Linked DNA regions of Mus musculus: regions 2, 3 and 4 are each linked to region 1. A link is a contact called in public ChIA-PET and HiChIP or PLAC-seq data. All regions are on one chromosome and are shown on one strand. The core of a region is the stretch at or near the end of the contact, and the rest is flanking DNA. Distances in the headings are between cores, read along the strand shown.

Region 1 (2,771 bases), core at 147-2,646:
GGGGAAGGAGGAGGAAATAGGGTGTTTTCGGAGGGGAAACCAGAAAGGGAGATAGGATTTGAAATGTAAATAAAGAAAATATCTAATAAAAAAATTTTTAATGACGTTCTCCAAATAAATGCTGAGTGTGGATTATTCTTTTACTAATGCTTCACAGAAAATTATGCAGCTTTAGGGGAACAACTCTTGCTCAAAACAACGGAACTCTTTCCCACCTCCCATCCCCTAACCACTGAAACTGCTTGCTGGCAGCTCAGGCTAATTACATCCTAGCTCCTGCACACAGGCTTTGCGGTGTGCCGCCCCTCCCCCCGCCCCGTTTCCAGCATACTGCTAGTGCAGGGTTTATTGACATGATATAATGTCAGAATAGTTTTCAGGGGCTAAAGACGCCTCTCTATTCCAGAAAAGGATGGAAAGGGTGCTAAAGGGAACACAGATTCAGAGGCCACCAAGGGGGCCCACATCCAGAATACCACCTCACTGTGACCTCGCCCACCGAAACTTCAGGCTTGGGGAGAGGACTCACGCCCCTTGCCTGCTCCTGCAGCTGTCGTTCACACTCTACGCTTAGGAAGGGCAAAGCAGCCATACCCCCACATTTCTCGCTCAAAAATCGGACTTGGCCGCACCCAGTGTCAGGGAACGCCTCGGGCGCGTGGCAATCGTCAGTGGCCCGCACTGTGTTCAAGACCCTTTTAACGACTGTATGGGTGGCTCTGAAAAGAGCCTTTGAATTGAGGGCACCCTCGCCGCGCCTCACTTGGAGCTGGTGTATTTGGTGACTGCCTTGGTGCCCTCGGACACAGCATGCTTGGCCAGCTCCCCGGGCAGCAGCAGGCGCACGGCTGTCTGCACCTCGCGGGACGTGATGGTCGAGCGCTTGTTGTAATGCGCCAGGCGGGAGGCCTCGCTGGCGATGCGCTCGAAGATGTCATTGACGAACGAGTTCATGATGCCCATGGCCTTAGACGAGATGCCGGTGTCCGGATGCACCTGCTTCAGCACCTTGTACACGTAGATGGAGTAGCTCTCCTTGCGGCCCCGTTTGCGTTTCTTGCCATCCTTTTTCTGCGCCTTGGTGACCGCCTTTTTGGAGCCTTTCTTGGGGGCTGGAGCTGATTTGGATGGATCAGGCATAATGTCTAGTTGTACTACGGAAACGCGGACGCCCCTGTAGCAAGAATATTTGTATGCCTTGCATTCAAATGAAGGATCAGGCATCACTCCCTTTGATTGAATACAATTTTACATTACGTCATCGCGGGGTAAGGCATATGCAAATTAGGAAGGCTCCGCGTTCTTTTCTGATTGGTTCTTGTTGGCATCCAATAGGAAGGTGCAGTCTAGCCTCCCTCCTGATCATATATAAGAGCTTGCTGGCGCTTACGAATTCGTTTTCGCTAGGTTTCTTTTCTGTTTTTGCGTACTTTTGGTTATCAGTGGAAGATGTCTGGTCGTGGCAAGCAGGGCGGCAAAGCTCGTGCAAAAGCGAAGTCTCGTTCTTCCCGTGCCGGCCTGCAGTTTCCAGTGGGCCGTGTGCACCGCCTTCTCCGTAAGGGTAATTATTCGGAGCGGGTCGGCGCTGGTGCCCCGGTGTACCTGGCGGCTGTGCTAGAATATCTGACTGCTGAGATCCTGGAATTGGCTGGTAATGCGGCCCGCGACAATAAGAAGACGCGAATCATCCCGCGCCACCTGCAGTTGGCCATCCGCAACGACGAGGAGCTCAACAAGCTGCTGGGCCGCGTGACCATCGCGCAGGGCGGCGTCCTGCCCAACATCCAGGCCGTGCTACTGCCCAAGAAGACCGAGAGCCACCACAAGGCCAAGGGCAAGTGAGGCCCCTACCGGTCGTTAGTGCGACTTTTACAGACACCAAAGGCTCTTTTCAGAGCCACCCACAACCTCATTAGAAAGCGCTGTACACTGAGCCTGTCGCCAGTTACTGGCCAGGCCAGTTCTCCTGACTCCTTCCGTGCATTCCTGCATCCCTGTGCGGCGCTTGGGGAGCTCAAGGGAGACCAACGGCTTCATCTGCGGGTGGCCTGCGGGCCGTTGGAGGCGTTCGAGTTTCTCCCCACCACTCCGTGTCAGACACAAGGTTGCAGTTAACGTTCGTGTTTGGACATTAAGGGGATACTTAATAATAGAAATTAGTATAAGGTTCTGGTTTAGATGCTAGTGTTTCTATTGAAACTGGGTTAAATTGACATGTTCAAGTCTTCCAGTTAGGACGGGGTTTTCAAAGGTTTCTGAGGGGAGACTTGGTATTTCAAATCTACTTGTTTATATAAATGTTCTGTTACAAGGCGATTTACAACTTTGGAGTTTTGCTGGTTTCCTTTGTGGGGGTGGGGAGCCGGTCTCTAGGCTGCTTCAGCCTGCTTAGTGGTAGGATTACAGATGAGCATGGTGGTCCTGCAGGCCTTTGGAACTGGTTAATCGGATCCACTTAAGTAGCTTAACCTTGGGGAGCAAAGTGATTTGTCAGGTTCTGGTTAAACTAGGTGTGAGAGTACAGCAGTGTCCTTTGTCATAAAGTTTAAAGCAGCATCATACTAAGGACATGCTTTTATAGATGATTGTGACTTCTTTAAGCAGCATGACGAATGGTTGAGTTACAGGTAAATCAGGAGCGTGGTTGGGAAAGGGAGAGGAGGGGGTTAAATGAGTTACCTTTAAATCGTTTTAAATGGCACAGAATTGGGCCTCTTCCCTGTTAACTGCTGTACACTATTTAAAATTTAACAATACAGGCCACGAAGACA
Region 2 (2,771 bases), core at 195-2,694, 950 kb before region 1:
AAGGAAACCTTCTCTCAGCAATTAAAGAAGCCAATCTCAGTTAAATTCATGATGTTGTAACCCTCTAATCCCAGCACTAGGGAGGCAGAGACAGGTGGGTCTCTGTGTGTCCGAAGTAAGCCTGGTTGCCTGGTCTACAGAAAGAGAGAGTTCTAGGATAATCAGAGCCCAGAACTAGACAGAAACCAAACCAAACCAAACCAACCAACCAACCAACCAATCAACCAACCAACCAACCAAAAACTCTGCTTGAAAAACAAAAAAATACCCAAACAAACCAAACGGAAAAAACAACCCAAAACAAACAAAAAGCCAATCTTGTCTACTTCATTACAGCACAGTGACTACTGCGCTGTAATGAAGTATTTGTTTCTCCTGTTTACTGTGCCTTCCCCCACCTTACAGTGTAAATTCCGGGAGGACAGGTGCTTGTTAGCCTGGTTTATTGGCAGACCTTTCTAAGAACTTTGCAGGCCCCCAGAGCATAAAGTCAGTAAACATTTATTGAACCAAATGACAGAGAAATTTGAAACCACCTGGCATAAATGGTTCCTTCATTTTACAATAGAGAAATCGAGACCCAGGAAGTGGACCTGACTACTGCTGATAACCCCTAACTAACTGCAATGGGGTCAGGGTTAAGATACAAATCTCAGAGCTTTCTGAGTCCCTCAATTAAGTGTCAGTTCAACTCTACCCTAAACAATTCTATAGAAAAAACACAAGCGACTTGAAAGAAAAGCCATTTCCTGCCTATAAAACACTGGGTTTCGAGGGCCTGCATAGCGTGGGTACTACTGGGAATTCTGTTCTCTTTCCGAGGCGCTCGCTGCCCCTGTGGGGAAAGAACTCCCTTGGACCCATTACCAGTGCTCTGGCCAGGCTGCAGCTGGGCCAAGGTCATCGGAGTGGGGCCAGAAGCCACGCACAGGGGGCGGCCAAAGAACCCCTCTGCATCACTAGCCAAGTCTGGGCTGACATAGTAAAAGACCCCAACGCGGAGCCCCGAGAAACACTTGTCACCAGCGTTAGCAGGCCGGGCCGGCCGCGTGGCCAGGTCCCATGTGCTCCACCTGCGACCGTTCTGGGGCGCTGGCCCTTTAAGGCTCCTCCCCCACCCCCGCCCTCCGAAGTTGCATCAGGCACGTGCTCGCCCCCGTCCACTTGCCGCGCCACAGGAATGGTCTCCAGGGGGCGGGGCCGGGGCGGGACCTTCCGCCCTGCGCGCGCGCGCCCGTCGCCGCGCCGTCCCCGCCCCTCGCGCGCCGCGTCGCGAGGCGCGCGCCCGCCCGCCGCCCGCCGCGGATCGCGTGGTCTGGCTCGGCTCTCCGCGCCGCTCCCCCCCTGGCCGTCCGCACCACTGCAGCCCCCCGAGCCGCCCCGGGCCGGGGGCGGGGGGACGCAGGCGGCGGACCGAGGTCCGCCAGGCCGGCTAGGCGCGCCGGAGCCTTCTGCCCGGCGCGCCACTCAGCGTCAGCCCGTCCGCGCCGCTCCGCGTCCGCGCGGCCCGGGCTCCGGCGCCCCGCCAGCGGCCTCGAGCGGGGCCCGCGGCGCGCCCGGCCCCTCCGCGCAGATGGCCACTCAAGTGGAGCCGCTGCTGCCGGCGGGCGCCCCGCTGCTGCAGGCCGAGGAGCACGGCCTGGCGAGGAAGAAGCCGGCGCCCGACGCCCAGGCCGAGTCGGGCCCGGGTGACGGCGGCGGAGAGCCCGACGGCGGCGTCCGCAGGCCGCGGCCCGCCTGCGCCAGGCCTGGCCGCGACGGCGCGGAGCGCGAGAGCCCGCGGCCACCCGCAGCTGCGGAAGCCCCAGCGGGGAGCGACGGCGAGGACGGCGGCCGGCGTGACTTCGTGGAGGCACCGCCGCCCAAGGTGAACCCGTGGACGAAGCACGCGCCGCCGCCGGCCGCGGTGAACGGACAGCCGCCTCCAGGTGGGTCTGCGCGGCGCGGCACTGGCCCGCGCAGTGACGCGGGCGTTTCCCTCGGAGCGGGGCTACCGGGGCCGCAGCGGTTGGTGGCAACGGCATGCCTCGGGCCTAGCTTGGCGGACTGGGCCGGGCGGGGCCGCTCGTGTGCCCTGTGCTCCCTATGCGTCTCGGCGCCTCGAGAGTGCGTGTTCAGAGAACATGTGTCATGGCTCCGAGCTGGGCCTGGCTTTGAACTTTGCAACTTTGCGCTTCGGGGAGCCGGGTGAAGCGTGGGGAGCGCGGGCCCCTGCGTGCCCGGGAGCCGGTTGCGGCCCGCGGCGACGCGAGGGGCGTGTGTGGCGGCGAGGGAGTGGCCGCGCCGGTGCGGGGCGGGCGGGTGACAGTTGGGCGCCATGCGCCGTGCCAGGACTGTTCGCAGCGCTCGCCGGCCGGAGCTGCGCGCGGGGCTCCCCTCCCCCGCTGAGTCCGGGTGGGAGGTGGCTCGGGAATCCTAGCCGGGCGCGATCGGCGTGGGCATCTAGTGGCGCACCACTCGGGCACAGCCTCCGCTTGGGTACTCCTGGGTGTTTGATAGTGAGCATGGCCCTTGAGTTTGATCGTCGGAGTCCTGGTACTTTTAACTTTAAAAAATGAAAAAAAAAAAAAAAACCAAAACCAAAAACTTGCTATGGAGCTTAGGTGTGGTTGCCTAACCTAAGCTGGGCACCGAGGAAGTCGGAGCTAGCCGCTTTCAGGTTCCAGAGTGCTGGAAAGTGTAGGCCTAGCCCTGGGGGAAACCAGCACGTTGGTTGCCCTTTCGATTTCTCTTAGGGTTGCTTCATAAGGAAGAGGGCACATGGGGTTGGG
Region 3 (2,771 bases), core at 184-2,683, 850 kb before region 1:
GAAGAAATGTGTTCAAACTTTAGTTTCTCTTGTTTGCAGTTTGAAAGCCATTGTTTAAAGTGTAGACACTCCCCTCCAGTCCCTCCAGAAATACAATTAGTGTCTGTGAGAAGCTCTAGGTGAAGGGTGTGTGTGGGGGGGAAGCCAGGTGTTTCCTGTTCAACTCTTTCAGAGCACACCAGGCCTATTGGTGGCAAGAACCCCCCCTCCCCCCAAATTCCATGCTTCTCACATGACTAGCACATGCTAGGTCCACCCTCTCCTGAAGGACTCAACGGCTGCTCCTCACATGACTAGCACATGCTAGGTCCACCCTCTCCTGAATCGAATCACAGAACAGAGCAAGGACATGCACTGAACAGACTGAGGGAAGGCAGTGTCTACCTAGCCTAGACAACCCGAACACCTCAAAAGAGGCCAGCCCTGCAGCTAGTCCCATCAACATTGTTGCAGGGAATCCACCGCAGCTACAGTTACTGACTGCCCAGGCCTGGTTCTTTGTGGTGACGGTTGTGGCTTGGTCTAGGGTTTCATCCTCATCACAGTCTTGTGTCTCTATTTACAGATCCTGGAGAGAAACAACAAAGGCTGGGCTTCAGAAACTGTCCCTGACATCGTTACCCCAGAAGCTGGCTGTGCGATTTCACAGTTTGAAAGGCTAGCTCTCATTTAGTCAGTAAGTCCTATTTTGGGGATTTCTTCTGGAATAAAAGTTTAAAATGAAAAGGGCAAAGTGACTGGGAGACGGGATGTCAGAAGGGGGACACCTGCTGTATGCTTACCTACGGCCCCTAGGAGAGGAAGCACCAGGGGAGGGGAGGCGCTCTTCGGAGGTCTTAGTCTTCTTGCCCCGTGGGAAAGCACGAGGTGGCGATACATCCCAGCATGGCCTCGCTACCAGCGAACCCCCTACTCTCCCTGACTGGCCCCTCTCTCTCTGCACTGACCCACAGTGATACCAGGGACACAGCGGACAGCACAGGCCCCGGAGCAGCGCTGCTTAGGCCGTCCAGGTTCTGGGAGGCAGTGCTCAGCTGACCTCATTCATGACTCGGTTTGGTGGCGCTCTCCCACCCCTACCTAATGGTCATCCAGAAGGGGTTCTGTGAATAGATGGTCAGTGAATGAGGGGTTCAGGTTGCAGTAATCGAGGGTCAGGACACCCCATGTGCCCTGCATCATCACCTACAACCAACAGTCGTAATATGCTCTGATGTTAGGAAGTGGGGCCAGTTCTAGATCCCGTCCTTTCCCGAGGCGCGACTCATGATACTCCAGAACCTAGGCGGGGACCAAGTTTACACTGCTAGACGCCGTTTGAGGCCTCAGGGCAAACCTCGTTTTACGCACGCGCCCTCCGCCAAACCCAACTTTCTCGCTCTGCGCCTGCGCAGGGAGGCGGGGCGTAGGTATCTGAGCGCGCACGGGGGGACGGAGCCGAGACCGGCGGGACCGCGCACGCCTGGAGTGACGCGGAGAGTAGGCGAGTCGGGAGGGCGGACGGGTAGAGTGGTGCAACCTCTTGGTTTGGTGCCCATCGTCGGCCGCTCTGGGCGCCAGGACTCACGTCTCCCTGTCGAGCTGGGTTTCTGGAGCGGATCCGGGGCAAGAGGGAGGAGAGCTCGGGGTCAAGGGCCGCTGCCGCCCGCACTCGGCGGGGCCGCCAGCCAGGGTAAGCAGGTTAGGTTGCTTACGGTAGGAGCAGGAGGCGGAAGTGCCTCCGTGGCGACCCATCCTACACACGGGAACACTGAGGCACAGAGGCTACGGGGCTCTCGGTCCCCGGAGTCCAGCCTGGAGGCCTAAGGAATGGTGGGGGAGGCAAGAGGCCGCTCTGCTTGGCTCTTGGGGTGCTGCAGCTTTGCGTGGCAGGGCCGCCGTCGCGGAGCCAGCAAGCTGGATGGGGTGCCGTCTAAGTCCAGGGCTGTGGCCTGGAACGCTCCAGAGGGGACCTGTTGCCATTTCTTCTAACGGGCCGCTGCTTCCTCCTGCGCCCGTCTTGCACTGCTAAAGCCTTTTGTTTAGTCTTCTGGAACAGGGAAGTGAAGCTGATTGTCTCCCAGACGCTCTGGCGCAAACAAAAGCCGACGACGAGCAGGAGACACTCAGTGGAACTGAGTTCTGCACGGCTAGCAGGGAGAGCGTGGTTTCGTGCGTTCGCACTCCTCGCTCTTCAGAGCCCACCTGGGTGCACAGACACCCTGCTCCCAAGTTTGGATAATCAGGAGCGGTCACAACAGATTGCTTGGCAGCCTAGGGTGTGTGTGTGTGTGTGTCAGTGTTTTTGTGTCTGTGTGTGTGAGAACACAGGGCAGTGTGTGTGTGTGTGTGTGTGTGTGTGTGAGAACCCCTTTCTTTCCCTTTGTAGTTTCAAATGTAGCTTGGTTTGGGGATCGAGTTTTAAAGCCAGCCTGTGAGGCAAACATTGCATGGGATCAAAATTTTCCTTTAAGGGAGAGATCGCACAGCTGTTGATACACTCAACCCTCTCCCCCTCACACTCATAAAAATAAATCTTTAAGGGAGAACGCAGCCTCAACCTCCGAACCTTCCTGAAGAATTTTGAAGGATAATTTTTTTAGGGTTTAATGTTTATTAATGTATGAATTTATAATTAATATCACGAGTGTGTTGGTGGAAAAAATAGGCCGAAAAGGCGTCAACATTCTCAGGGGCTGGAGTTACAGGCATTTGTGAGCCAATTCACATGGGTGCTGGAAACCAAACTCTGGTCTTCTGGAAGAGCAGCAAGTGCTCTCAACTGCTAAGCC
Region 4 (2,771 bases), core at 106-2,605, 620 kb after region 1:
AGAGGAAATACAGGAAGAGGAAGAAAACAGGAAGAGCCAGGGAATTAGAAGTTAAACAGCGTAACGAGTACTTGTGAGCATCAAGTCATTTAAGCGCTTCTTGAAGATATATGGCTTCTTAGAACTGTGCTCTGAGAATGGAACTTAACGCTCAGATGCGGGACTTTGAGCCTCATCACCACACGGAAGGTGAAATGCTTTTGGATGTTTTTTGTTTTCTTTCAAATCTCTCAAAGAACCTACTGTTCCAAGAATTTCCTACAGCCCTAGGGGTTGAACTCAGTCCTTCCCACATGCCAAGGAAGTGCTGTACCACCCCTGAGCTACAACCCTACCCACCCCCCAGAGTCCTTGCTGCGGAGTTCTGCCAGAGGTGTAGGTCTTCCGGGATTACATTTTTCACCTTCCACACAGCCTTCCGGTCCTTGCCAGGAGTCTTCGGAGAGCTCCCTTCACGTCCTTATTCCTCAAGGTGTAGATGAAAGGGTTAAGGGTGGGGGTGATTATAGAATAGAAGAGGGAGATGAACTTGCCCTGCTCCTGTGAGTAACTGGATGGCGGCTGCAGGTACATGTAAATGGCGGGCAGGTAGAAGAGGGAGACCACCAACAGGTGGGAAGAGCAAGTCCCGAAGGCCTTGTGCCGTCCCCTGGAGGACTGGATCCTCATCACTGCCCGAGCAATGAAGCCGTAGGAGAGGAGGATGAGGGCCAGAGGGACCAGCACAAAGAAGGCCACCAGCACAGCCAGGGTGGCATCATTCGCCGTAGTATCAGCACAGGACAGCTTGATCATGGCTGGCACCTCGCAGAAGAAGTTGTTCAGCACCTGCCGGCCACAGAAAGGCAATTGCACTGTCAGGATGACCTGAACAAGGGAGTTGCCGAAGCCGCTGAGCCAGGCCATAGCCACGAGCTGCTGGCAGAGTGGGCGGTGCATGATGATAGCATAGCGGAGTGGCTCACAGATGGCCACGTAGCGGTCCAGAGCCATGGCCGCCAAGACAACGCACTCGGTGCAGCCCAGCCAGTGGAAAATGGCGTATTGCACCGTGCAGCCACCGTAACTGATGGTCTTCTGGGAGCTCCCCATGTTGAACAGCATCTGAGGGACAGTGGTGGTGGTGTAGCAGAGATCCAGGAAGGACAAGTGGCTGAGGAATATGTACATGGGGCTGTGGAGCTGAGGATCCAGCTGGGATACCAGGATGATAGAGATGTTCCCCAGCATAGCCAGAATGTAGAACACCAGGAGGACTGCAAAGACTGGGAGCTCCAGCCATGGCCTGTCGGAAATGCCCAGGAGGATAAAGTCCTTTGGGGTGTCCCAGAAGCAGCTGTGGTTGTCACCTCTCATGCTAAGGCATCTTCTGGGAGCTGCGATGATGAGTGAAGAGAGTTTGGGTGAGTGACTGGCACGGGATGAAATGAGTCATTTTCTCACGGTGTCTGCTTTCTCTCAGGCTTCCTCCTGCCTGACCCTCTTTAGCCCCCTGGATGGGGCGTCAAGACAGCAGTATGCGCATCTCACACCCCCTCCTACTCTGACCTTCACCAAGCCAGTCTTGCTAAACTTCAATTCCTGCATCTGTTACAGTGGGAGTGGGGATGAGGCTTGCCTCGGCTGCAGATCCTGGAGAAGATAGAGAGACTTCGGTGCCAGAGTTCCACACAGCCTCAGGCGTCATTCACGTTCAGTCATGACTCCCATGATTCCCACTGCCCCTGGAGTGTTTGACTTCTCCACAAACACGTTGATGGGAAAGTGTCCACTTTCTGAGGCTTTTTTATTTTGTCTTCTGGAGACAGAGACAGGATAGAGGAAAGAGGTAAAATAAAGCAGGAAGACGCGCTTTGCGAGCAGGGAGGGACTCTCTCGATAAGCTCACAGTCATGCAGCCTTCTCACCTCTGATGACGACACCTGGCCTGTCACTGTGAGGATGTCACTGTGACAATGTCACTGTGAGGATGTGCTCTGGCTCACAGGACTACAGAAGCTCTGGCCCTAGACTACTCACCATGGCTTCTCTGTCCCTCACTCAGACTGTAAAACAGCAGGGTTCCAGGCTCTCTGAATACCTGGAGTGGGGGGGGGGGGGGAATGGAAAACTTTACCTTCTGATTTGTTACTGATTCCCAGTGAGACCTGAGTGCAACAATGGTGAGCTTGGGAGAAAGTCCTTAGAATTGTTTGACAAAAGATCAGTTGGCTCTGGGATGCTATTTGTTTCATACTTAGAGTGACATTTAAATCTTTGCCAAGGAGATATTATCAGAGAGAGACAGAGAGAGAGAGAGAGAGAGAGAGAGAGAGAGAGAGAGAGACAGTGAGATAGAGAGACAGAGAGACAGAGACAAAGAGCACAGCCAGTTTGATTTCTGGGTGCCGCTGCTCTCAGGGAACCAATGAGCTGCCTGCCATCAGTGATTCATGGGATTGAGGTAGGAGACAAAATGAAATTAGGTCATTAGGAGTTGGCCCCAGTAAGCCTTTGACAGCCTGGAGACCTCAACCATTTGGAAAAGTTCCCCTCACGACTATCAAAGCTGCTCTGTGGATCAAAGCCCCTCTGTGTGCAGAGTCAAGGCTCTCTCTCTCTCTGGTGGCCTCTGATAACTATACTAGTCCATGATGGAGCTCCAGGGCTAAGGAGAAACTTGTCATTTATGCAGCAGAGGATGTCACCTTTTTACATGTTTCTGTTTCCACTGTCTGTACCTATTTAAAAATGTAGTTCTCAACACTTAGCCAGCATCCTCTCTTAGAGTC

What was found. ChIA-PET counts read pairs in DNA pulled down with a chosen protein or histone mark. HiChIP or PLAC-seq counts read pairs in DNA pulled down with a chosen protein or histone mark.
Region 2: a contact with region 1 is called in an RNA polymerase II ChIA-PET map of memory CD8 T cells, with 16 read pairs. The contact joins the promoter of Larp1 here to the promoter of H2aw in region 1. A contact is called at or near these places in 1 of 39 promoter capture datasets (cranial neural crest), 2 of 484 Hi-C or Micro-C datasets (B cells and cortical neurons) and 2 of 115 datasets of contacts at active chromatin or transcription factors (bone marrow-derived macrophages and memory CD8 T cells).
Region 3: a contact with region 1 is called in an H3K4me3 HiChIP or PLAC-seq map of bone marrow-derived macrophages, with 5 times the contacts expected there. The contact joins the promoter of Cnot8 here to the promoter of H2aw in region 1. A contact is called at or near these places in 1 of 39 promoter capture datasets (embryonic stem cells) and 2 of 115 datasets of contacts at active chromatin or transcription factors (bone marrow-derived macrophages and memory CD8 T cells).
Region 4: a contact with region 1 is called in an H3K27ac HiChIP or PLAC-seq map of bone marrow-derived dendritic cells, with 8 times the contacts expected there. The contact joins the promoter of Olfr222 here to the promoter of H2aw in region 1. A contact is called at or near these places in 2 of 39 promoter capture datasets (hippocampal neurons and liver) and 2 of 115 datasets of contacts at active chromatin or transcription factors (bone marrow-derived dendritic cells and bone marrow-derived macrophages).

Annotation. Positions count from the first base shown.
Region 1 is chr11:58,953,289-58,956,059 of GRCm38.p6, forward strand. H2aw (H2A.W histone) reads left to right here and starts at 1,397. Exons shown (of 1, transcript NM_178218.4): 1 at 1,397-1,904. The coding sequence starts at 1,450. The coding sequence ends at 1,842. It also overlaps the pseudogene H2bu1-ps and a transcript of Trim17 not described here.
Region 2 is chr11:58,007,620-58,010,390 of GRCm38.p6, forward strand. Larp1 (La ribonucleoprotein domain family, member 1) reads left to right here and starts at 1,445. Exons shown (of 19, transcript NM_028451.1): 1 at 1,445-1,928. The coding sequence starts at 1,574.
Region 3 is chr11:58,102,537-58,105,307 of GRCm38.p6, forward strand. Cnot8 (CCR4-NOT transcription complex, subunit 8) reads left to right here and starts at 1,434. Exons shown (of 7, transcript NM_026949.5): 1 at 1,434-1,672.
Region 4 is chr11:59,570,383-59,573,153 of GRCm38.p6, forward strand. Olfr222 (olfactory receptor 222) reads right to left here and starts at 1,356. Exons shown (of 1, transcript NM_001011789.1): 1 at 400-1,356. The coding sequence starts at 1,356. The coding sequence ends at 400.